Linked DNA regions of Mus musculus: regions 1 and 2 are each linked to region 3. Evidence: chromatin contacts called from public Hi-C and HiChIP or PLAC-seq data. All regions are on one chromosome and are shown on one strand. The core of a region is the stretch at or near the end of the contact, and the rest is flanking DNA. Distances in the headings are between cores, read along the strand shown.

What was found. Hi-C and Micro-C count contacts between places; a contact is called where the count stands out from the background. HiChIP or PLAC-seq counts read pairs in DNA pulled down with a chosen protein or histone mark.
Region 1: a Hi-C map of cerebral cortex shows a contact between it and region 3, with 2.7 times the contacts expected there. The contact joins the enhancer-like site here to the promoter of Pdzrn3 in region 3. A contact is called at or near these places in 1 of 39 promoter capture datasets (liver), 1 of 15 datasets of contacts at CTCF or cohesin (the NIH/3T3 cell line), 8 of 484 Hi-C or Micro-C datasets (cerebral cortex, muscle stem cells, reprogramming fibroblasts and 2 more), 4 of 115 datasets of contacts at active chromatin or transcription factors (the NIH/3T3 cell line, astrocytes, cardiomyocytes and 1 more) and 3 of 9 other capture datasets (adipose tissue, embryonic stem cells and pancreatic islet).
Region 2: an H3K4me3 HiChIP or PLAC-seq map of embryonic limb bud shows a contact between it and region 3, with 3 times the contacts expected there. The contact joins the enhancer-like site here to the promoter of Pdzrn3 in region 3. A contact is called at or near these places in 5 of 39 promoter capture datasets (cancer-associated fibroblasts, cranial neural crest, embryonic stem cells and 2 more), 61 of 484 Hi-C or Micro-C datasets (the 3T3-L1 cell line, the C2C12 cell line, the C3H10T1/2 cell line and 31 more), 18 of 115 datasets of contacts at active chromatin or transcription factors (the NIH/3T3 cell line, astrocytes, cardiomyocytes and 11 more) and 2 of 9 other capture datasets (adipose tissue and embryonic stem cells).

Annotation. Positions count from the first base shown.
Region 1 is chr6:101,306,578-101,309,930 of GRCm38.p6, forward strand. The region is part of intron 3 of Pdzrn3 (PDZ domain containing RING finger 3); the gene reads right to left. Among named protein-coding and RNA genes, the nearest start is that of Gm33934, 36 kb to the left of the region's middle. Within about 2 kb of position 1,669, at least 52 of the 459 cell types and tissues checked have an H3K27ac peak or open chromatin away from gene starts, as enhancers often do. A contact at or near this core is called in cerebral cortex, where this site is marked.
Region 2 is chr6:101,249,906-101,252,972 of GRCm38.p6, forward strand. All of the region lies in intron 3 of Pdzrn3 (PDZ domain containing RING finger 3), which reads right to left. Among named protein-coding and RNA genes, the nearest start is that of Gm33934, 20 kb to the right of the region's middle. Within about 2 kb of position 1,361, at least 45 of the 459 cell types and tissues checked have an H3K27ac peak or open chromatin away from gene starts, as enhancers often do. A contact at or near this core is called in astrocytes, cerebral cortex, cortical neurons and 7 more, where this site is marked.
Region 3 is chr6:101,376,423-101,379,447 of GRCm38.p6, forward strand. Pdzrn3 (PDZ domain containing RING finger 3) reads right to left here and starts at 1,475. Exons shown (of 10, transcript NM_018884.2): 1 at 744-1,475. The coding sequence starts at 1,466.

The DNA of each region.
Region 1 (3,353 bases), core at 419-2,918, 70 kb before region 3:
CTTGAAGATTCAGCTAGGCTGGCTGGCCAGGGAGCTGTTGGGGTCCTCCTGTGTCCCCATTAACAACTGAGATTGCAAGCTCATGCCAAGGCAGCTGGCCTTTATGCACTGCTTTGGAGAGGTGAGGGTTGAACTCAGCTCCTTTTGCTTGCCGAGAAAGCACTTTATGAACTGAGCCATAAGTCGCCCGAGCCCCAGCCCCAGCCCCAGCCCCAGCCCCAGCCCCAGCCCCAGCCCCAGCCCGAGCCCCAGCAGACTTCAAGTAAGCTTTGTGCACACTTCCAGCACCACAGTCTCTTCTCTGCTTTTGCCGAAGCTGTGAATGTGCGCAGGCTCTCAGCAGAGGTGGGCTGCCTTGGCGTCAGAGTCAGTGGAGGCTTGATTCCATTTTCTCTTGGCAACTCCCAACTTCCTGGTTCTAAGAGGAAAGGGGGAGGGAGTCTAACAGTTCCATAAAAGGGCTCCAAAGGCTTCGTGGACACCAAAGAACTCTTACAAAACTACATTTTGATGAGCTACATGTAAATGAATCAGAAACACATGGCTCTCATTTCCTTCGTGACACGCCAGCCTTTCAGAGGAAGAGGTGGGGGAGTGCTCACCGTGATGAATCCACATTCTTGGGCAAATGTTAACAAAGGGGGTTCAAGACCCAAGTGAAGGCTATGATGGCCTCCCCCCACTCACCCCGATCATCTTCTGCGGTCCCTTCACATACATCAGCCAACCTGGGGTGCTAAGAAGATCACTAAAGCTTGGCATTCCCAAACTGACAGGGCACTTGAGGAATAACTTTCTCTGGTGTGGGGATTTGAAAGTCTTTTGTAACTGTCCCTTGCAAATCAGATAATGTTTGGCTGACAGAAATCACAAAGCAGAACACCTAAAACTCAGTGTCTACAAGACCCCAGTAAGAGGGTAGAGTTGGTATTTCCTTGAGAGGGGTACAGTGAATAAGTGGGCCAGAGTGGAGGAGCTTCGGAGTGCCGATGGATCTGAGGCTCAAAGAGTGGTCTATCCTGGAGCTGGGAAGCAACTGGGACACAGACACACCGTGACCTTGGCCTCGACTTTCTCTCGCAAGCATTTTATTAAGTCAATGAATTTTAGGGGGGCAATAATGAAGCTTGGGAGTGGGTGAGGTTTCTGGAGAGAGCCCACATCACAGGGTCAATTGTTCAACACCCATTGGTTAAAAATAAAGTTAACTAGGGTGTATTAATTTGACATGCCAGAAAGCCAGTGTGTCCAAGTCAAGAGACTCTTCCCTAGAGAAAAAGAAAGATAAAACTGTATATTTTTCAAAAAACGGTGAAACAGAAATGAGAAAGGAAGAGATAAGAAAAAAATGGAAGGTGAGCATTCAGTGTAGAGGCAATGAGTCCAGGGAATGCATCAGAACACACTCAAGAGCTGCGGAGAAAGTGGTGTGGGAAGTGGTACCTACCCTATGTGAAGCAGAGAGCTGGCTGTCACTGAACATCACACATCACAACAAACTTGTTCTTTTTGATAACCCAAATGGCTGGTGGCATGTCTCCACACGCCTTGGAATGCAGCCACAATCACTTTCTGTTGATAATGCTAGGCCTAATTATACACAAGTCGCACTCCAACACTGCCTTCCTTAGAGCTGAAGGCACAGCGTGAATTTTTGCATTGCTGCAGAATAAGGCACGCTCTGTTCACCAAGCCCGGGACTTGCTAAGACAACAATGGAGAATGGAGAGAGAAGCAGCGCAGACGTCAGTTTTCATGATTACCACTAATTAGGGGTCTGTTGAATGGGCAGAATGGGGTCTTTTCTTCTCTATTGATGAGCAAAGGGCACTTGACCGAGAGAAGCGCCACAGCAGGGAGGAAGGGAAGAGGGAGGGGGGTCAAGCTGCACTGTCTGTGCAGGCGTGGGTTCAAAGGCCAGCCCTGCAAGGTCTCTGCATGCAGAACAGCCACACAAACACATTTATAGCCACAGCAGCCAGGGGATCAGGAAAACACAGTTATGCCACAGTCTTACGCCTGGGGCCCAGCAAAGATGGAGCCCTCCAACTCTTAGACACGGGACTGTGGGCTGTTCACTTAAAGTTCAAGGAAAGCTTGTGAAAAGGAAACGGTAGTAAAGGACTGTGAAATGGGCACAGGGAAGTGTAGGGAGCCATGTAAATACAAGATAGGTACACCTCAAAGTAGTAGCACATTCTGCAGGTCAAATGCCCCATTGAGGTCAGGTGCTAGGCTTGGGTTAGCTGTCACTGCTGACCACACTGTGAGCTGACTCGGGTGCCCAATATTTGGACACTGAGGCACAATATTGTTGCCTGCAAAGTTTGCACTTGAGCACTGAGTTACACAAGAAACAATCATAATGTTTTTTTTTAAAGGTTTACGAGTTTGTATTGCGCTGCGTTCTGAGTGATTCCCGGGCCGCGCCCACTGAACATTCTCAGGAGCCCTGGATACACTGTCATTAATTTCTGCCCAGGCTGCACCTCTCAGCAAAGTTGTATAGCCTCGAGGAAACCTCTTCTTGGTCACTGTAACAATTCTATTGACTTAAAACATATTCAATTGAAGTATAATCTTTTGGGGCCTCTGGCTAAGACTGAGTGTAAACAACAGCAAAGGACTATCTACCTCTGCTCAGCTCTTCTCAGATACAGGCCTCAGTTGTCTGCTAGTTACTAAGGATGCTCATGTATGAATGAAAAAAAAAAAAGAATTTGTCCAACTTAGGTATGAATACAAAAGCAAGAAACTTTAATATTTATATCGAAGGCAGCTTTTTAAAAATGATTTGTTAGCTATTACCTATTTCTTTCTTTTATGTTGACAAGCATTTTGTCTGCATGTCTCCTGGGTACAAGGTGCCTGAAATGATCAGAAGAGGGTGTAGGATTCCTCTGAGACTGCAGTAATAGGTGGTTGTGAAACCTGGGTCCTCTGGAAGAACAACCAGTGCTTCAGCCACCAAGCAACCTCTCCAGTCCCACTGAGCAGTTATTTGACCCAAAGACTCATGGGTATGTATCTTGGTTGGCACAACTTTCTTTTCTTCTGCTTGTTAGAAAGTCATGCATAACTCCTAGAAAGTTCTTTTCAGATTAGTGTGTCTCAAAGTGGGTTTCCCTATCCGACTGCAGCAGCATCTCTTGAGGGACCTGGTAGGAACACAGGCTCCTAGCTATGCAGTCTATGGATGTGGGCATCCAAGGGGTACAGCCCCTTGCTATGTTAGGGGATTGTGTTGTGAGAGAACTCGAGTTTGAGGGTGTTGGCACTAGATCATTGCTCTCCAACCAATGCTGGCTCTCCAACCAACGCTGAAACCACTTGGGTCCCACTGTAAGTCAATT
Region 2 (3,067 bases), core at 111-2,610, 130 kb before region 3:
GGCAGATCCCAACCTCTCCAAGTGCCCAACACAAGAGGTGGCTCAGACTTTGCCTCCGGCCCACACACGTGATTACAAAACGATAATCCAATTTTGGAATAGTGTGTGGAATCGGATGTATTCTTTATGCTCACAACCCTTCAATGCAGATGTACAGATTCACTAAAGGAAAACAACCCTTTCACAAATTCATTGTAATGGCTGCTATCTGTCCTATCGAACTACACTAGCTATGTTTCTGAGGCTGCCATGACACCCCACGGTCCATAGCAACTTGGAGAGGCAAGGGTTCATCTGGCTTCCATGGCTGGGTCACAGTCCCTCACTGAGAGAAACCAAAGCGGGGGCTCAAGCAGGGCAGGGACTAAAGTAGAGGCCATGGAGGAGTTCTGCTTACTAACCCCCTCTGCGTGGCTTGCTCAGCCAGCTTTCTATTACAAGCCAGCACTACCCGCCCAGAGGTCGCACTGCCCCAGTGGGCTGGGTCCTCCTCTATCAATCAAGAAAGTATCCCCACCGACTTGCCTACAGGCCAGTCTGATGAAGACCATTCTTCAACTGAGATTCCCTCTTCCCAGATATGTTCAGCTTTATGTCAAGCCGACAAAACCCAACCAGTACATGAACTTTACAGACATCATTTTTCTCTCTTAACTCTCTGCATCGCCATGCCTCAGGCAGAGCGGCAGCCCCTCTTGGGATGACCCATCCTTCTCCTGGGATTTCTCAGAGAGGCCCTATGTAGAATTCTTTTTAATGGCTGAAGAGGCAAGGGTTCTGCCTTGCCACTGGCTACTCAGTCCAGGAGCTGACTCTCAGACTGCACATGTGACTATCACACTCCACGAGCCCATTGTGGTTCAGCTGACTCCTTGTGTATGGCGAGCAACGGGTGATGGGTTTAGTTCTGGGTGCTCCTGAGCTGGGGCTGCAGAGGAGTCTGGCTTCCCCTAGTTCCCTTTGTTGGGGTAGGGTCATTTCTGGGTTTCTTTTTACATCAGCACCTGCACAGCAGCCAAAGTAGGAAAAATCCTTTCCCTTGTATGAACACACAAAGGGGTTTTCTTCAACAGTTCTCCAGCTACACATTCTAATGTGAGAGCAAGTCAAGGAGGCCTGAGGATAGGGGCTTGGCTGCTGAATTAGCCTGTAAGCCATTACTGGGAGAAAGACTAGACTCTGAAGCCATAGTCACACCAAAGTGACCTTTCCAACAAAGGCCTGGTTCTTGGCAGCTTGGTAACCCCAGACCCCCTTGCCTGCCTTCTGGAGTAAGGAATGTAGGCTGGGCTACTGCTCCCCAAACCCCTGAACTTCAAAGGAATTTAAGCAACTCAGCCTAGACTGATGCCAAAGAAAACAGCACTCAAGGGCTCCCTGGCTAGAAGTCCAGGCACGGCAGCCCTTCCGTGTATAGAGCCTCCCTTTCCAGTCTCTTGCATGCGTGCTGAAATGACATCAGGAGCCAGCATGAACCTGCCAGGCAAACACTCCAGGTTCAGGGGCAGTTCAGCTCTCTCCAGGAAAGCTCAGGGATGTGGCTGTGATTCCCAGCTGCCCCATTTACTAAGTTCACAAGTGTGGCCCTGTGGCCTCCTGGCAGGCAGGCTATAAGAACCCCTGCACCACACCGCCTCCTGCTCGGGTTACAAGACTCATGTTTTATATCTTAATTCTCTCTGGGGTGCTTAGGAGAAATTCATGCAGCCAGATTAGCCTATAAATTACTCAATGGTTCACCAGGGGCCCTTTCTCACTCTCCCCATGGCACATATATCCAGGAGGAGAATCTTGGTGTCTAGATGCAGCTGTCTGCTGTACTACTAGGTTCTAGGTGGGTTCTCCTGGCAACAGATTTGCTTTTTATATCCCATTCAATGGGATATAAAATCATGCCATCAGCTGGGGGCCACATCTCATCTCCAGGAGAGATTTTAAACTGAGTACACCACCAGGTGGGGTGAAAACTAACCCAGGAAAAGAAGCCCCACGGTCACTAGGGTGACTGCGGTACCTCATGCAGCAGGTGTCTGAGCAGGCCAGAGATGCAGAATTCCAGGCACAATTGCTCGGGATGGTTTGTGTTCAAACAGCAAATGGAATCTTTCCATCTAATCTGTCTGTCTCCAGATCCCTTCCTCCAAAAGAAAACCACACAATGCAGTGAAAGAGGCATCATGCTGATTCTGAGAACTGGGGTCACCATTTCTCCTCCTAGAGTTCATCCTCTTCTGGGCTTGAAACAGTGCCCATTCGACTCAGCAGCTCCCAGGGACTTGCCAAACTTCAGAATTGTCTTGAAACCAACAATAGGCAGAATACGAAACAGGAACATTCAGATTTTTAGTCTTCTCTTGCAGACACAAAAGCGCAAGGGCTGTCTGCTCAGCCACTCAGCAGCTAGCTGTGAGCCTCGGCTTATGTCACGGGAGCAGCAGTGTTCCTCACACTGTCATTCTTCCCACGACACCCACACTCGGGACTGGTCTCTGTGATTTTTAAGAGGCACTGAAGTGTATGACTTTGGTTCTGCACCTGCCCTGGAAAATGTAGGATTGGCAGATTATCCAGAGGTAGGCGAGGAGATTTTCATCTGCTGTCTGTATGACAGAGCTGGTGTCAGCGACTGGGGGCTGCGGAAGTGTTGACGTTAAATCCTCCTCTTTATAGAAACTGAGAGGGAGGCAAACAGGGAAGAGAAATATTTAGAAGGAGAGGCAGTGGGGGGGTGGGTGGAGGGCGGGGGGTGGAGGGTGGTCCTGATGCTTCGGTGCCTGAGCAGACAAGCTGGCCAGCCTCTGAGAGGCCTTAAGGATGGATGTGGTTAAACCATAAGGGGTTCAACTCTTTCTTTTCCTCTTAAACTGTGCAGACTTATTTCTCATGGGAAACGAGACACCGAATGAAGTCTGACAGAGCAGGAGGGAGTGGCCAGACCTCCATCTCTCTGGCCCTAGAGAGTTCCCAAGGGGGCACAAGGCTCCCTCAATTTCAGCCAGAGCCTTTCCAGCCCCCGGGGAAGGCTGAGCTCTCTCCATACTCTGTAACTTGTTTCTGAAAGCTTCGT
Region 3 (3,025 bases), core at 225-2,724:
CAAGTGGGTCGTTGGGTTCTTTCTCGACTGCCCAAATGAGTTCTCCTATGGGGCCTGGCTGTGTTTTCCTGCTCTAAATTGTTAGGAACCATAGTTTCCAACTTTAGAGAGGGATTGAGCTACTTGCTCAAGGTCAGCAGCCAGTGAGTTGGCAGGAAAGTGCATGTTTGAATCCAGCCTTTACACCGGGGCCTCTCTCCTGGCATCCCTTTCAAGCTGCACCATAAGGGCTCTGCTGCCACCTTTCCCCCTTTGCATCGCAGCAGATACACTCCAGGTCGCCCAATGGAGTGTCACATCCACACAGACCATGGCTCTGATCTTAAGCCAAGATGAGCAGCTTCCTGGGTCTCAGGCTGGTGTGCAGGCCAAAGCCTCTCAACACCTCCCTGACTCTGGAGTCATGCTCTCTGTTCCTACCCTACACTTGGTTGTAAGTTCCTTTTAGTGTTCGCAGACACACTCTGGCCCCCCAAAACTGCCGTAGCTTCAATTCACCCTATATGTCCTGCCTTTTGGGACCACAGTTTCTCAGTTGGAATTAGTTAAGTAACCCGCACGGAGTGATACAGCTGGCAAGCGCTGCTAACAAGAGGAGGCCGGAGATGCACCCAGGAAGACCCTGGCATCCTATATTCAACGGACCTGGGTGGGACTCTGGGTCAGCTAAAGAGGGTGGAGAGAGGAAGGGAGAGAGAGGGAGAGAGAGAGGCAGAGATGGAGAGAGAAGAGAGATTGCTTACCTTGCCGCCTGGCGGCGCGGCCACGCAGCGGCTGAGCGAGTCGAGGCGCGCGCTGTACTCGGTGAACTTCTTCTGGTAGCGCAGCGCGGTCATCTGCAGTTCGAGCTGCGCGGCGGCCAGCTGCGCCACCAGCGACTTCTCGCGCTTGCCGGCCCGCAGCGCCTCCTTCTTGAGCGCCTTGTGCAGCGCGCCCAGGCGGGCCTGCAGCGCTCCGTTGTGCGCCCGCAGAGCCCGCGCGCAGCAGTGGCCGCCCGCCCGCTGCTCGCCGTGCGTCAGCGGCAGCCCGCAGCCCTCCTGGCAGCGACCCACGGGCCGCGCGTCGCACGCGTCGCGCATGTGGGCCTCCACGTCGCGTCGCAGCAGCAGCTGGCCGCAGCCCGCGTGGCGGCAGCGCGCGGGCGCGAAGTCGCAGCGCTCCAGGTGCTCGGGCAAGTCCTGCAACTTGACCACCCGGCCGCAGCCCCGCGCCGCGTGCGCGCACTTGATGTCCAACTTGAGGATGAGACGCTTGAGGGGCAGGACGTGGTTGAGCTCCTTGGCCGATAGGCGACCGCGACAACGCGCGGGGCAGCTGCCCTCCTGCACTACCCAGGGCAGCACGCAGCCGGCGCAGAATACGTGGCCGCACGGGGTGGTCAGCGGGTCCTCCAGGACCTTGTGGCACAAGGCGCACTTCAGATCAGGGTCCACGTCGCCGTCGAAGCGATCCAACTCGAAACCCATGGTGGCGGCCGGGGCCCGGTGTCGCCGCCGGGCGACCGGCCGCCCCCTCCCTCCCTCCCTGCGAGGCGGCCCAGACACGCCGGCTACGCCGCCCGCTCTCTAGCTCGCTCTCCCAGGACTGAGCCTAATTGCTCCAGACTTCCTCGGAAAATGCCCGAGGAACAGGACTCCTCCGGCCGTATTGGCTCGAGCGCAAGCGCACTAACATCCTGCCTCTGGGGCCTCACGACCCTCTTTTGGCCATAGGGAGGGGGCCTCGAGGCACAAGAGGCTGAGTTTGACCACAAAGCAAGGAGACCTGCCAGAGACCGGAGATGGGCCCCCTCTTAGGGTCTCCTCTCCGCTTTCTTGGAGGATTCTCTAAGAGACAAAATACGCCAGCAGAGAGCATCTCCCTCGGTTTGGAGCTGCGTCTGTGGCTCTCGCCCACAGAAGTTTCCTGCCACATCAGGACTTTTCATTCCCCACCTCCTTCTTTCTCCTGTGTCTGCCTTTTAGAGTGAAAAATATCTAAGGCCCTGCTATCTCTGTATTTACGGTCGTTATTTATTTATTTCACTCGGGGGAAAGTTACAGCGGCTGCTGGACGCTCAGGCTGAAACTTTGGTCCCAACCAGAAGATCTGCAAACTGCAGTGTTTAGCAGCTAGAGGTTTCCAGGACCAGAAGGCGAATTTGCAGGAATCAGATCTCCCCTCCAGCTGTCTGGATGGGACAGGCCAGAGTGGTTGGCTGGATCCCATTCTTACACCTCTATAAAGAGGGCACTACAGTACCTCAAGCATTTTGCTCAGTTTCTAAACTGGTCCCTTAAAAAAAAAAAAACAAAAAACAAAAAACAAAACAAACAAACAAAAAAAACAAAAAACAAAACAAACAAACAAAAAAAAAAAAAAACAGCGCTACAATGTTGCGAGAGCATACTTTAGCTCCACTTGAAAACTATTGCCCCCACCCCCCCCCCAACCCCCGCCCCGTTACTGGAGCCTTGACTCTGGTGGTTTAAGAGATGGAGGAGTTTAAAACTTCAAGTCCCTGTAGCAACGCCTACCCCAGCCAACTTGCCAACAACATCCCTTCAGCTTGTTTTTGTTGTTGTTTTGTTTTCCTTAAATTAATTTATTTATTTATTTATTTATTTATTTATATGCTTATTGTTTTATCTCCATTTTCCCACTGGAGCAGTTCAAAGAATCGCTCTTTGAACTGAATCAAAGACAGGCTATTTGAGAATTTTGGGTCCTTTCAGATTGTGAACCAATGGTTCACCAGGAGCTTGAGTGTGTATCCGCGCTAAAAGAGCCTACCAGCCACGGAGAAGCTGCTGGTCTCTACACAGCCTGGATTTTAGCTTGATGGAAAAACCCTTGCCGTCTGGACCTTTCTCTTCTACTCCAGAGAAGCTTTTCAAGCCCAGTAGCAAGCCTGGCACTGGGTGGAAACACCACTTGGGGGATACCAGGCTAAGTGGAAAGTTCATAATGTGGGATACCAGTCTAAGTAGAAAGTTCATAACATTACCCATGCCTTTGGTAGTTTTTGTTTTTGTTTTACTACCTC